Regions from separate parts of the Bos taurus genome. Here region 2 is linked to region 1. A link is a contact called in public Hi-C data. All regions are on one chromosome and are shown on one strand. The core of a region is the stretch at or near the end of the contact, and the rest is flanking DNA. Distances in the headings are between cores, read along the strand shown. Region 1 has its middle 110 kb from the start of LNX1. Region 2 has its middle 160 kb from the start of CHIC2.

Evidence for each region. Hi-C and Micro-C count contacts between places; a contact is called where the count stands out from the background.
Region 2: a Hi-C map of liver shows a contact between it and region 1, with 2.1 times the contacts expected there. The contact joins two enhancer-like sites. A contact is called at or near these places in 2 of 11 Hi-C or Micro-C datasets (liver and skeletal muscle).

The regions. Positions count from the first base shown.
Region 1 is chr6:69,241,316-69,247,890 of ARS-UCD2.0, forward strand. No RefSeq gene overlaps it. Among named protein-coding and RNA genes, the nearest start is that of LNX1, 110 kb to the left of the region's middle. Within about 2 kb of position 2,901, at least 6 of the 102 cell types and tissues checked have an H3K27ac peak or open chromatin away from gene starts, as enhancers often do. A contact at or near this core is called in liver, where this site is marked.
Region 2 is chr6:69,436,833-69,443,407 of ARS-UCD2.0, forward strand. No RefSeq gene overlaps it. Among named protein-coding and RNA genes, the nearest start is that of CHIC2, 160 kb to the right of the region's middle. Within about 2 kb of position 2,634, at least 40 of the 102 cell types and tissues checked have an H3K27ac peak or open chromatin away from gene starts, as enhancers often do. A contact at or near this core is called in liver, where this site is marked.

The DNA.
Region 1 (6,575 bases), core at 1,651-4,150:
CCCTATCTCTCTGGGTTCCCAAAGCTTTATTCTTTATTCATATTATTCATCTGTCTATCCGTCCATCCATCCACCCAGCCCAGAAAAGTTTTCTCGAGCATCTGTTATGTGCTGCTGCTGCTGCTGCTAAGTCGCTTCAGTCGTGTCCGACTCTGTGCGACCCCATAGACAGCAGCCCACCAGGCTCCCCTGTCCCTGGGATTCTCCAGGCAAGAACACTGGAGTGGGTTGCCATTTCCTTCTCCAATGCATGAAGGTGAAAAGTGAAAGTGAAGTTGCTCAGTCGTGTCCGACTCTTAGTGACCCCATGGACTTCAGCCCACCAGGCTCCTCTGTCCATGGGATTTTCCAGGCAAGAGTACTGGAGTGGGGTGCCATTGCCTTCTCCCCGCTATGTGCTAATTCCAGATAAACAGAGATAAGTAATCCATACAACATGATCAATAGAATTCACACTGCTGTACGTTATACATGAAAGTTAAGAGAGTAAATACTAAGAGTTCTCATCACAAGGATATTTTTTTCTTTTTTTGTGTGTGTCTATGTGAGATGATGAATGTTCTCTAAGCTTATTGTGATAATCATTTCATGACATGTAAGTCAAATCATTATGCTGTATACCTTAACCTTATACAGTGCCGTATGTCAATTATTTCTCAATAAAACTAGAAGAAAAAGAAAGAAAAGGAACAAAATATCTTATCAACTCCTGAACCCAAGAATAAAGTCTGGTATGTCCATACAATGGAATACTACTCAGCAAGCAAAAGAAATGAAATATTAATATGTTAAACAATATAGAAGAATCTTAAAATCATGATTAGTGAAAAAGTCCAGATAAATCTTCTCTCAAGAAGAAAGTTTTTTAATTGTATATTAATGAGATGGTAAAATGCATCTATATCTATCATGGCAATCATTTCACAATATATGGAAATCAAATCATCACATTTTGCATCTTAAACTTATGCAATAATATATGCCAATTATTTCCCAATAAAATTGGAAGAAAAAAAAGTAATGGAATACAATCTTCCCTTCTGGGAGTTCAAGTTCTGATGGAGGAGGTAGAAAGGAAACAGTGGTGGAGCACAATGCTAAGGGGACTGATTCCCAGGTGGCGCTAGTGGTAAAGAACCCATCTGCCAACGCAGGAGATGTGAGACGCGGGTTCAATCCCTGGGTCAGGAAGATCCCATGGAGGAGGGCATGGAAACCTTCTCCAGTATTCTTGCCTGGAGAATCCCACGGACAGAGGAGCCTGGTGGGCTACAATCCATAGGGAGGCAAAGAGTCAGACACGACTGAAGTGGCTTAGCACACACACAGACATCATCACAGGCTACGAAGCACAGGGTGGAGCCTTGAGTCGATCTGTGCAGGAGGTGCTGGGGTGTGTGTGTGTGTGTACACCCACCTGTATCCATACACAGGGAGGTAGGGTGAGGTTGCATGGGGGCTTCCAAGAGGAGATTGCTGGGGACACTTACTTCTGTCTCTTGATGCTTCCTTCCATGTGGACACCTCCAGCACAGCACAGCTCCTGGACTCTTGCCACCACTTTATTCATCTCCCCAGGGGGAGAGGAATGACTTATCTGATCTGTGAGTCCAGGAGAGGGAACTGGGAGAATGAGTCAGTCATTCTTTGGCGGGGATCATTCCTTCTGCTCCCCTGTGCCGTAAACTTTACAGAGCCAGGCTTTTGCGGGGAACATACTCTTTGTAATCTTCCCGGCAAGAGCCTGGGAAGAACGTTCAGTACAGAGGGAGAGATTAAAATGCCACTTGGCTAATATAATTAAAGCCATACTCACCAAGCCAGCTTGTATCAGCACTGTCATTTTGATCTCCATTTGCTTCATTGGATTCTCTCAATCCCCAACACAGATGATGCTTACTTAAGGTCTGGGCAGACATGTAGACAGGTGCAGAGTGGGGGATGTGTCACTTAGCCTGGGCTGAAGGAAATCTTCACTCCACATGCTCAATGAGACCAGAATCACCCTGAGCCCTGTAGACAAAGGAGACAAATTTTCAGGGACTCTCTTTGCCTCATCCCTTACTACAGAGCTTCCTGATTCAGGATGAAAGAAGCAAATCTGAACTGTCCTTTTTAAGAGTCTTTAATGGTCAGAAAAAGGTCACAAATGGTCTTCGGTTCAAACCTGGAACTCACACTGATTGTCCCAGATTAGACTCTTGGGAGAGCAGCCTGCCTTACTTTCAGTCTGCCTTTATTTTGAAAGGGCCCCCGTTTGCAAATGTGTTTTGGCTCATTTTTTGGAAACACCTTTGCCCTGTTGTTTCTTGTGCTTGTTGACTTCCTGTGGAGCTAAACTTGGAATCACAGTTGTTCCTAGAAACAAACGCTGTATTAATCCATGCACCTCTTGGGAAGCCCATCAGGATTGCTGACCCCCTTTTCCCAGATGACAAGTTACCGAGATGCAAGGTGGCAGACCCAAAAAGCATTGGCAAAACCCTGAAGGGTCCCACTCATATACCTGTTAGGATTTTCACATCAGGCAATGCTATTTCCTCATTGATTTTGTCAGCTCAACTGGTGGTAGCTGAAAGGTTTTGGCTTCAAACCTTTCTCCCTAGGTTTGAAACCAAAAGCTTCAGCGTCACTAACAGCCCAGTAGAGGGAGCCGTGTTAAACAATTTACTGAAGTCGAATGTAAAATACTTGACATTAGCCAAACAGGTGGTCCCTGTGTGTATTTTGGAAGCTCCATTTATCAATAGGTGGTTACCTAGTCAAAAGCTCAGAGCAAGAGCAAAACTTCTGCAAGGTGGTATCTTGGGGTTTGTGGGCTGCCCTGGATTGTGCAGCTTGCTTCCATCAGCAAAACTTGGTTTTGGCTCAGTGTGACAGTTGCCACAATTTGACAGGCTCACAGATTCCAGAGCAGGGCCTGGCTCCAGCACAGTGAGGGAAATGGGCGATTGTGCTGACCTTGCACTCACACACACAGTCAGGGCTGCTCATGTTCATGGTCTCTGAAGATAGATTCTATGTCAGAGAAACCTACAACTTAGGGAGCTTGCTAGCGACTACCTTTGAGGGCAGTGGATGGGAAGGGAAGACAGTGATTGGAGGATCTCACAGAATGTTTGGAGCTGGTATTCACTTAACCCATTAGCTCATTGTACAGACTCGGACTTGGCTAAGTTCAAATCCAGGGCGGCCCTCAATAAAGACTTTTATTGAGCAAACCTCTAACAGCAAGACTATTGTGAAATTGGAAAATATCAAGCAGAAGCAATATATGTGTGCACGTGTTTGGGTTTATGTAAGAATAGGAATTACCAAAATTGATTGCAACACTTGAAAGATAACAATGGCAAAGACAGGAAAGCTGGCAAAACCAGCATCTTTGAGGACTGATCGTATTTTAAATAAACACATCTGTTGGGAAATAAGGAAACAAAATGATACACAGAGAGACTGGACCATGTGTACTAGTTTTCTGGAGCTGCTGTAACAAAAATCCCACAGATTAGGTGGTTTAAAAAAAATGGAAATTTATTGCCTGCAGCTCTGGCGGTGGGGAGTCAAAGAACTGGCAGGCTTGGTTTCCTCAGAGGTCTCCCTCCTTGGCTCACAGGTGGCCACCCTCTCGCTGCCTCTTCCCATGGTTGTCCACCTGTGTACTACCACCTCTGGTCTATGTCTTTCCCTATAAGGGCACCGTCATGTCATTAGAACCCACTCCAATGTCCTCATTCTAACTAAATGCCTCTTTAAAGAACTTATCATGACACTCAGAGATACTGGGGGTTGGGACTTCCATGCATTAATTTTAGGGTGGCATCGTTAATCCCCTAACACCATGAATGTCTATGATAGAGAAATTGTACTGATTACTGTAGATAATGCTAGTTATTATAGCAGATAAGTCCTGAAGTTTTAGGGCTTAACACAATAAAAATAATTATTTTCATTCAAGTCCAAGTTTGTTTCAGTTAGAGGCTGTGGGGCAGCTGGACAAACGGTAGGCATTCAGGGATCTAGTAACCATCTTCAACACCTGCAAAGGACACTTTGGACAAAGAAGATAGAAGGAAAGTGTGTAGACCATACAGCTCTACTGGTCTTAACCCAGGAGTGATACATCATTTACACTTACAGTCCATCAGCCAGAGTTAGTCCTCACACCCCTGCCTGGATGCAAGGGCCTTGGAGATGCAGTTTGTGTCTAAACCCAAGAGAGAAGTGGTTTGGGTGACCATCCAGTCAGTCTCTGCCATGGGAATGAAGCAAGTGAGTCTCAAGTCTAAAGATGGGTCAGTTGTTCTGGGGACTGGCAACCGGGTACTGGAGAGAGAGTCTAGCACACAGAACTGAGGTAGTGAGGGATGCTTCGAGATTCCCAAAGCCAAGCTGCATCTTAGTCTTCAGAGGTGCTTCCCAACCTATTCATCTCCCAGTACCTGTGGAAAATGATCATTTGTGTTCTATGTGTGAGATACGAATGAGGCTATTCAAGGCCAGGGGTGGGAGTTCCAGGGCTCTAACCTCTCCAGGGGGCCACGTGACCACCGTGAAGGCTGAGGAGGAACATATACTGACGACCTGTTTGCAACATAGTTGTGAGCTGCCGCTCAGGGCGCAAAGTTGTGGTCCAGAGAACGAAGCAGGTGACGTACACCAGGAGTGTATTCTGTGATGATCAAAACCTACTGCTGCCATCATGGGCTACGACCCACAAGAAGGGAACCAGGACTATAAAAACCTGGGGAAGCAGAATTGTCGTGAAGGCTCTGAGGATGCTCAGGTGCTGGGACCACAGACTTTGCCCTTATCTGGAAGCCGCATTCAGAATGGGAGAGTCCCTCCTGGCGAGCAGGATTAGCAAGTTGGACTATCAATTATGTTATATTTGTAGCCAAAATATGAAAGGAACTCATAAGGCCCAGTAGCATGAGAACAATCCAATTTAAAAGTGGTCAGAGGAACTACATAGAGACTTTCCTAAAGAAGACAAATGGCTAATGAGTACACGAAATGGGGCTCAACATCACTAATCAGGGAAATGCAAGTCAAACCCACAACTAGTTATCTCCTCACAACTGTTAGATTGCTGCTAAGTTACTTCATTCGTGTCCGACTCTGTGCAACCCCATAGATGGCAGCCCACCAGGCTCCCCCGTCCCTGGGATTCTCCAGGCAAGAACGCTGGAGTGGGTTGCCATTTCCTTCTCCAATGCAGGAAAGTGAAAAGTGAAAGTGAAGTCGCTCAGTTGCGTCCAACTCTTAGCAACTCCATGGACTGCAGCCTACCAGGCTCCTCCGTCCATGGGATTTTCCAGGCAGTACTGGAGTGGGGTGCCACTGCCTTCTCCAAACTGTTAGACTGGCTGTCACCAAATAGACAAGAGATAGTAGTATTGGCGAGGCTGTGGAGAAAAGGGAACCCTTGTGCAGTGTTAGTAAGAATGTAAAATGGTTCAGTCACTGTGGAAAACAATAGTGAGGTTCTTCAGAAAAATTAAAAATATAATTACCATATGATTCCGTAATTCCAACTGTGAGTATATATTTAAAGGGGATGAAAACAGGGTATCAAATGAGATAACTACAGCCCCATGTTCATAGCAGCACTATTTACAATAGCCAAGACATGGAAGCAACCTAAATGTCCAGACAGATGAATGGATAGAGATGTAACATATTATCCAGCTCTCAGAAAGAAAGAAATCATGCCATTTGTGAATGGATCTTGAGGGTATTATGCTAAGTGAAATAAGGCAGAAAGAGAAAGACAAATACTCCAAAGTATCACTTATACCTGGAATCTTAAAAAAACACACACACAAAAACTAACTCCTAGACAGAGTAAAACAGTGGTTGCCAGAGGCTGGGGGGTTGGGGAATAGAGAGATGTTGATAAAAAGGGTACAAAGTTTCAGATGTGTGATGAACAAGGTCTGAGGATCTAACTTCAAACATGGTGACTATAGTTGACAACACTGTATTGTATAACTGAATTTTGCTGAGTGCAGTACTTAAATGTTCTCTTTAAAAAAAAAAAAAGGATAAATATGTGAGGTGATGGATGTGTTAATTAACTAGATGGGGAGAATTCTCTCATAACATGTATCAAATCATCACATGTACACTTAAATACCTTATAATTTGTCAATTATACCTTAATAAAGCTGACATTTTTTTTTTTTACAAAAACAAGAAAAGCACAAAGAAGAAGAAAACAGAACAAAGGTCCCAACATAGGTTCACTGTTAAAAAATATATATACATGCTATCTTTGGTTTGGTTTAAATCACCTCCACTTTGAATTAACAAATATTAGCTTCAACTATTAAAAAACCTCAGCTGGTGCTCACAAATTATGGAAAAATGCAGGTAGATCACATGGCACAGAGGCTGGAGGCCAGTTAAAAAGTTTGTATGCTTTTAACGGACACCCCACTGAAGGAAATAAACCTGCATCCTCATGATTATCAGAGAATCTTTGCAATGTTATCGATGCTGGACATCTTAGATTACAAACCCCAGGTAGCACTTTAAAGTAATATACAGTATACTTGGAGATTAAATGACATTTT
Region 2 (6,575 bases), core at 1,384-3,883, 200 kb after region 1:
GCAAATGTGTCTGATGATAGGAGGCTGCCCCAGAGTCTTGGGGGTGTTACATAACCTAAGTGGATCCTATGACCTTCCTAAAATGTGAAAATTCCAAATTCCAAAAATACTTGGACCCCACAGGTTTCAGATAAGAGGTCTGGGATGTGCCTCTGCGTGGGTATGTATCAGGCATTGTTGAAGGGACTGAGAATATCATGATGGGTGGAAGAAAATCAAAGTCTTCACTCTCACAGAGTTTACTTTCCCACTAGCTAGGCAATAACGGGGAAGCAAACAAATGAGGTCATTTTTGAGGGAGATAAATGTGCTGAAGAAACTCTGTCAGGAGGATGGGATGGAGACGTGATGGGCATCAGAGAACTCCTTACTATGGAGACTTACATGAAGAGAAGGAAGCAGCCATGAGATCAGATCAGGTACCAACACAGATGTATTCTTAGCATAGGGACCATCAGGCCACACCCATTCTTACCTCAGGACCTCTGCACTTGCCCTCTCTGCTGCCAGGAAGAAGCAAGCCACTTAACTTTTGTTTTCTTGCCTGTGTTTTGCTCACGGTTGCACATATCTACAAAGCGAGCTTCCCTATAGTTCAGATGGTAAAGAATCTGTCTTCAATGCAGGAAACATGGGATCAATCCCTGGGTCAGGAAGATCCCCTGGAAAAATGGCAACCCACTCTGGTATTCTTGCCTGGGAAAACCCATGGACAGAGGAGCCTGGCAGGCTACAGTTCATGGGTTACAAAGAGTGGGACACAACTGAGCGACTAAGAACTCTACTACATAAAGTGACAGGGTTGGCACAAGAACCAAGGCTTTATGATTTAAAGTCACATATGCAGTGAAAATGGACCCATCTTGAGAAGAGGTTTGGGGGTCTAGGTAGAAGTTCTCTATGAACAATAACATGCCACAATAGCTCATATGACAGCACAGAGATCTCTCACTCCTGGCACTGAACACTCAGACCCAGGCAGCATCTCCCTGAGCCAGGAATGTGGACATTCCACAGAAAGCCTGGGGCCTGGCTAGTGTGTCTGCTGAATTGCTCCTTCCAAGTCCTGCACTCTCTCCACATGGGGCTTAAGTCTCCACAGATAAACAAACATGGCCTGGGCACCCCAAGAACCCTCAGCATTGTTCTCCAGCAATGGTGATGTAGATACAAAATACTCCTTCCTGGGAACCAACACCCAACTCACCCCAGACCATGTCTCCCCAGTCAAAGGGATTGCTAGTGAGTGTCCAGTCTTGAATTCTTGCATTGTTATTGTTGCTGCTATTGTTGCTTTTCCCTTGGTCTTCTTGCTTAAGAGAAGGTAGGGACTATTTTAGGGGAAATGCTTCCGCCTGGAACTAATGTGCCTTTGTTATGGACAGATTCTGAGTGGAGGCCTACCATACACCCAGTGATAAAAATGGGCAAAGGCCAGGCAGGATGCAGGAGAGCATGACCAATCACCAAGGAGGGGTTTATGGGCTTGTCCGTTTTATTGTACCATAACATCCCTCTTTTCAGCTTTAGATGTCAGCAGCTGGTGACAAGCTTAATGGCTGATGAGTGGGGGAGACAGTCATGGATCCCACAGCTTAGCTCTCCCCCAGACTGGGATGGCCCACCCTTCCCTGGCCCGCTTCTTGAACCCAAGTGAGCAAATCAGAGAACATCGGGTAAGCCTCAACAGCAACACCCAGCAAAGCTGCTAGGTCCTCCTGGCTGAGTAAGATTTTAATTTCCCCCATTTCGAAGAGCTGTTAATCTAAGGACAGAGAGGGTTTAATAGCATAATGGGAACTGTTGCAAGAATGGCTAAAACATTAAGTTCTCCTTCGTCTTTGATAATTTTGCATCAGCCTCTGCCAGGGTGGAGATTGTGTCCTAATAAGACCTGTCTTGTGCCTGGAGAGGACTTGTCAGTGTCTCTTTGTGCTTCTGAGCACCCTTGCCTGATACTCCTTTCGCTCTGATGAGTTAGAAATGTCTCAGCATAGGAGCTGCCACTCATGAAAGATTCCCCAGTTTACAAAATATTTTCATATGCAATGTCTCACAAAAAGCTCTGAAAAATAAACCACTAATACCCTTGTAAAGAGCCTTACTCAGTTTGCAAAACAGTCTCTGGGCCCTCCTTTTAAATGACTGCAGTTCCCCACTTTTTCTGTCATTGTTGACTTAAATTCAAAGTCAAGCTAACAAATCTGTTTTGTCAGACGGGGAGCTGGCCGCTAATGGTTCAGAGCGGCTCCGTGCACAGCTCACTCCGTTCCCCTATGCCCAGAAGAAGCGCTGTCTTCCCGAGAAGTGAGCAGCTTTGTGCTTCCATTTATTTATTTTACGTGAAATGGCTTAAGCCGGTCTGTGGAAAATGTCCTTGAACACTGGGACCTCAGGGCCAGGAGAGATTCCTAGACTAGCTCTAAATCAGTCCATTCCAACTAAACAGTCGTTATACTTTATAGCTGCCGGCTTGCCCTTTATTATTTTGGACTATCAAGCAGGACCTGGAAAAGTGGTACATCTAGTTGCCAGCGCAGAGTAGCAGCTGGCAGCCAAGTCCTGCTGCTTCAGTGTCGCAGGCGGCAGTTGCAGGGGAAATACGGTAACGCACTGGTCTACGACAGCACTTCCGGGAAGAGCCACTGGGTTGCCGCCTTTGGGACGCTATTAGCAAGCACGTGGCAGCCCTGCCCTAGTCCCGACTGCTGGTGATTGAAATGTGTTCAAACTGTGGTCAGAGAAGAAGTGTAGGGAGGAAAAGCGGAGAGAGAAGGCTTTAATCACGATGCTTGCTCTTTTCTTTGAATATCTCCAGAGACAGTTTGCCAAACACCAGCTTGTTACTCAAATGAGGGAAAAGAATACTCTTTAGTTTCTGTTTGCGTTTTGTTTCATGAATTAACACGGTAAACCGTCCTTTTTCTTAATCTTACCCCTCACGGCTCATCTCTACTGCCAAATGATCCCATCCTTGAGAAACATCTTCAGTAAGTAGAGTGCTATGTAAAAGCAAACAAATTCGTGTTCAGTATTTCATTCACATTGCCAATAAAGAAACTTACAAGGATATTATAAAGAAACTCACAAGGGTATTACAAGGAAACATCCAGTAGTTTTTGAAGCAAATGTAGTTTTTCTTGTTAATAAACAGAGATTTCCTCCCTCTAGCCTGCCTGTTTTGGACACACAGACTAAGAATTTGGACACACAGACTAAGAATTTGGACACAAAGACTAAAAATTTGTATTTTCTAAAGAAAGCACTTTAAATTCAGTATTATTTTTCTCTTAAGTAGCACTCATTTGAACGATGTGCTCTATAATCAATCCCCATAGAATTCTCTTTAATTTGTCCCTTTTCTTTTTCCTCATTGGATAATAATTTTTCAGAATAAAACTTTTTGGTGTCAATATTTTCAAAATATTTCAACACATTAACCATTCCTAACCAGACTGCTGTGGAGCTCTATACAACTAGTTACTAAAGATCTGAATTCTAGATGCCAGCTCTGTGTATCTGAATGAAAGCACTCGTGTAAATGAAGCATTCTGACCACCATAGGGCTAAAAATTCCCTGCTTGTGTCTGACTGATTCTAGACACCTGGGCATAAGCCATTGCAAATGCTCCCTCAGAGACACTTAGCAGAAAGAAAACAACTAAACAGATCTGTTTCCTGACTTTGTTCTTTGATGGGTATTTTCTTACCCTTAAATATACTTTACCCCTGATAATTTAGAGGTCTATGTCTGGTGAGAGGTATCATGGATGAGAAGAGGTCATCCTTTTGACATTCCTTTTGTTAAGGTGACATCCTTGGCTTGATGAGACAGGAACTGGCAACAGCATCTTTGCAGGGCGTTCAAAGAGTAATGGAAAAAGTTCCCTGGGACCCATTCCCCAACCGCTCCATTTGCACTGATAATGAATTTATCTTACTGTGTTTTCCAAATGACCCATCAAAACACAAGTTCCTTAGGAGCACAATGGAGCTGAATATCTGTCCTGGGAAGCTTCTTGGGAAATGAAGGATCCAAAGTTGCTGGAACTGTTCTTAAAATTTAAGAACAAAGTGACAGGGTGGGGACTGCAAACTCCATTTCCTTGAACTAGAATCTGCAATTAAATCTTCCCTTCCCCACCAGAACACATCTTTCCTATGCACCTTGATGCCTCGTTGTGTATACAACATATGTACAGACACAGTAGATGATTAATTGATGCATTGAGGCTTCAGCAATACAACCTTTAAAGCTTTCAAACCGAATGAAGTAGTTTACATTTGGGCACAGAGCCCAGAGGACTGAGCAATGCACCTTTCTAAGCAGTGTCCCTGGCCCTTCTTTACCCCTGGTGTGCTCTGCAGCCCCTCCAAACTCATATGCACTCTCACAGGAAAGAAGTAACTGTCAAGGTTGATTCAACCAAGAAAGGAGGTCATATTAATTTTTAATTTCTGCATATGCCTCTGAAAAATGCATAAGCTGTTCCACAAACAGAAATGCCCTTCCTTGCCAGTACTGCTTCCATCAGTTCAAGCACTCTGACAGTATATTTCGTTTATAAACTCTCTTCCTGCCCATCTCCTGCAACACAGTTACAAGAACATCATAATCAATTATTTGAGAAGAATTTCTCAAGCTGCTCAGACAAAAACATATCTTCCAAGCAAGGGGTTACCCAACAGGAGAGGGAATCTTGCTCCATTCCTGCTGACACGTTGCTTTCTGCCTGGGTTTTATCTTTAGCTCCCTGGTAATCCAAATGGAACAGGGAAACCTCAAAGAATAGAGCCTCTTTTCTGCTTTACACCCACTTTTTTGGGGTCAGCATGGAACAACCATCATTAAATGGGTTTTGGTGCAAAGCAGCAGCCTTGGGTAAGCTAAAATGTTTGTGACACCAAAATAAAGATGCTCCACGCTGCTAAAACCTCAGAGTCACGAAGAGAACAACTAAAACAGAATACAGCGCCAAGGTTTACTCAGTCCCACTTTAACTCTCTTCTGCCTGACACACACTCATCCAAAAAAGTCGGCAGAAACCCTTGGTGGACAAAAGAGGGCAGTGTTCGCTGTGTCTTTCATTCAGACTCTTTGCTCTTTATCGAAATGCAACTGAGCCAAGAGAAAACTATGCCCAGCATTTCATAACACAGGAAGTGGGGAAGTAGATTAGATACTGGGCTCTGCAGTCACCGCAGAATAAGCAGTGCATTTGTAAAAGTCGCTTTTTTCCCTTCTGACCTGTGGAGAGCTTTTTGGTATTGTTTTTTATTCAGATGGACTCAGCCTCTCAAAGAAAATAAAGGACGATGTCATCTTCAACTCTAACGTCTCATAAAGGCTCGTTGAGTCTCAGTCCTTCCTTGTGTGGACGAGGACTGGCTCTGTGCATTTATCATTTGCTTCTCTTTGTGCTCAGATTGTATTATCAGCATGTGGGGAAAGGGAGTCAGAGTTTCCTCTCGGAGGTACTTCAAGAATTTTCAGTCTTTTCAAAATAAGACCGCCCTGTGCATAAGGAAATTAGGTCCTAACAAGGGAAGCCTGTCTCCTGCCCGGATGGCATCATATTGGGTTTGACTAGATTTACATTTTAGGAAAGAGTTTCCATGGACATGTCATTTTACCTAATAAAGGATTACAACCTGAGCATTCAAAAATGTGTATTTTCTCAACATATCTGCCTCTTTTTAGCTTTATACATCTACTGTCTTCTCTTCTGATAAGAAAGTACTCTTTAATCTCAGATTAATTCCCTCCTTTCTATATGTATTTTTGAGCTCCTGATACGTGTAAGGCTCTGCCTTGGACACACAAAGGTGAAAAGGATACTCGGTGTCCCACGTGGGAAAAGCACCCACCTGCCCATGCAGGAGACACCAGTTCAATCCCTGGGTGGGGAAGATGCCCTGGAGGAGGAAATGGCAACCCACTCCAGTGTTTTTGCCTGGGGAATCCCAAGGACAGAGGAAACTAGCAGGCTACAGTCTATGGGGTCACAAGAGTCGGACACGACTTAGCAACTAAACCACCACCATCAAGCAAAAAGAATCAGACAAGGCCAAAAAGAACCATGAAACAAAGCAGGATGGAGTTTACCTAGAAGAAATATACAAACAAATAGCAAAAGGAGAGGTTGTATTCATCTGGAGTTGGGGGCTGAAGGGAAACATCGTAAGAGAAAGAGACTTTGAAGAAGTCCTGAAAAACAGTGGGTTTCCAAAGGCAGATGGATGGATGTTTGGAGAAGAGAATCCCAGGCCTGAGCAAAGGCAGGGAGGCAGAAGAGGCTGGAACCAGTCCTGAGCAGCCAACAACCTGATGTTTATACTTGTAGATGTTCATGTGCATCTGTGCTGTCGTGTCCAATTCTGCAATCCCGTGGACTGTAGCCCACCAGGCTCCTCTGTCCATGGGATTCTCTAGGCAAGAATACTGGAGTGGGTTGCCATTTCCTTCTCCAGTGGATCTTCCCGACCCGGAGATTGAACCCGCATTTCCTGCATTGCAGGCAGTTTCTTTACCGCTTAAACCATCAAAAGAGATAAAAGAAGAGCCTGGAAATGGT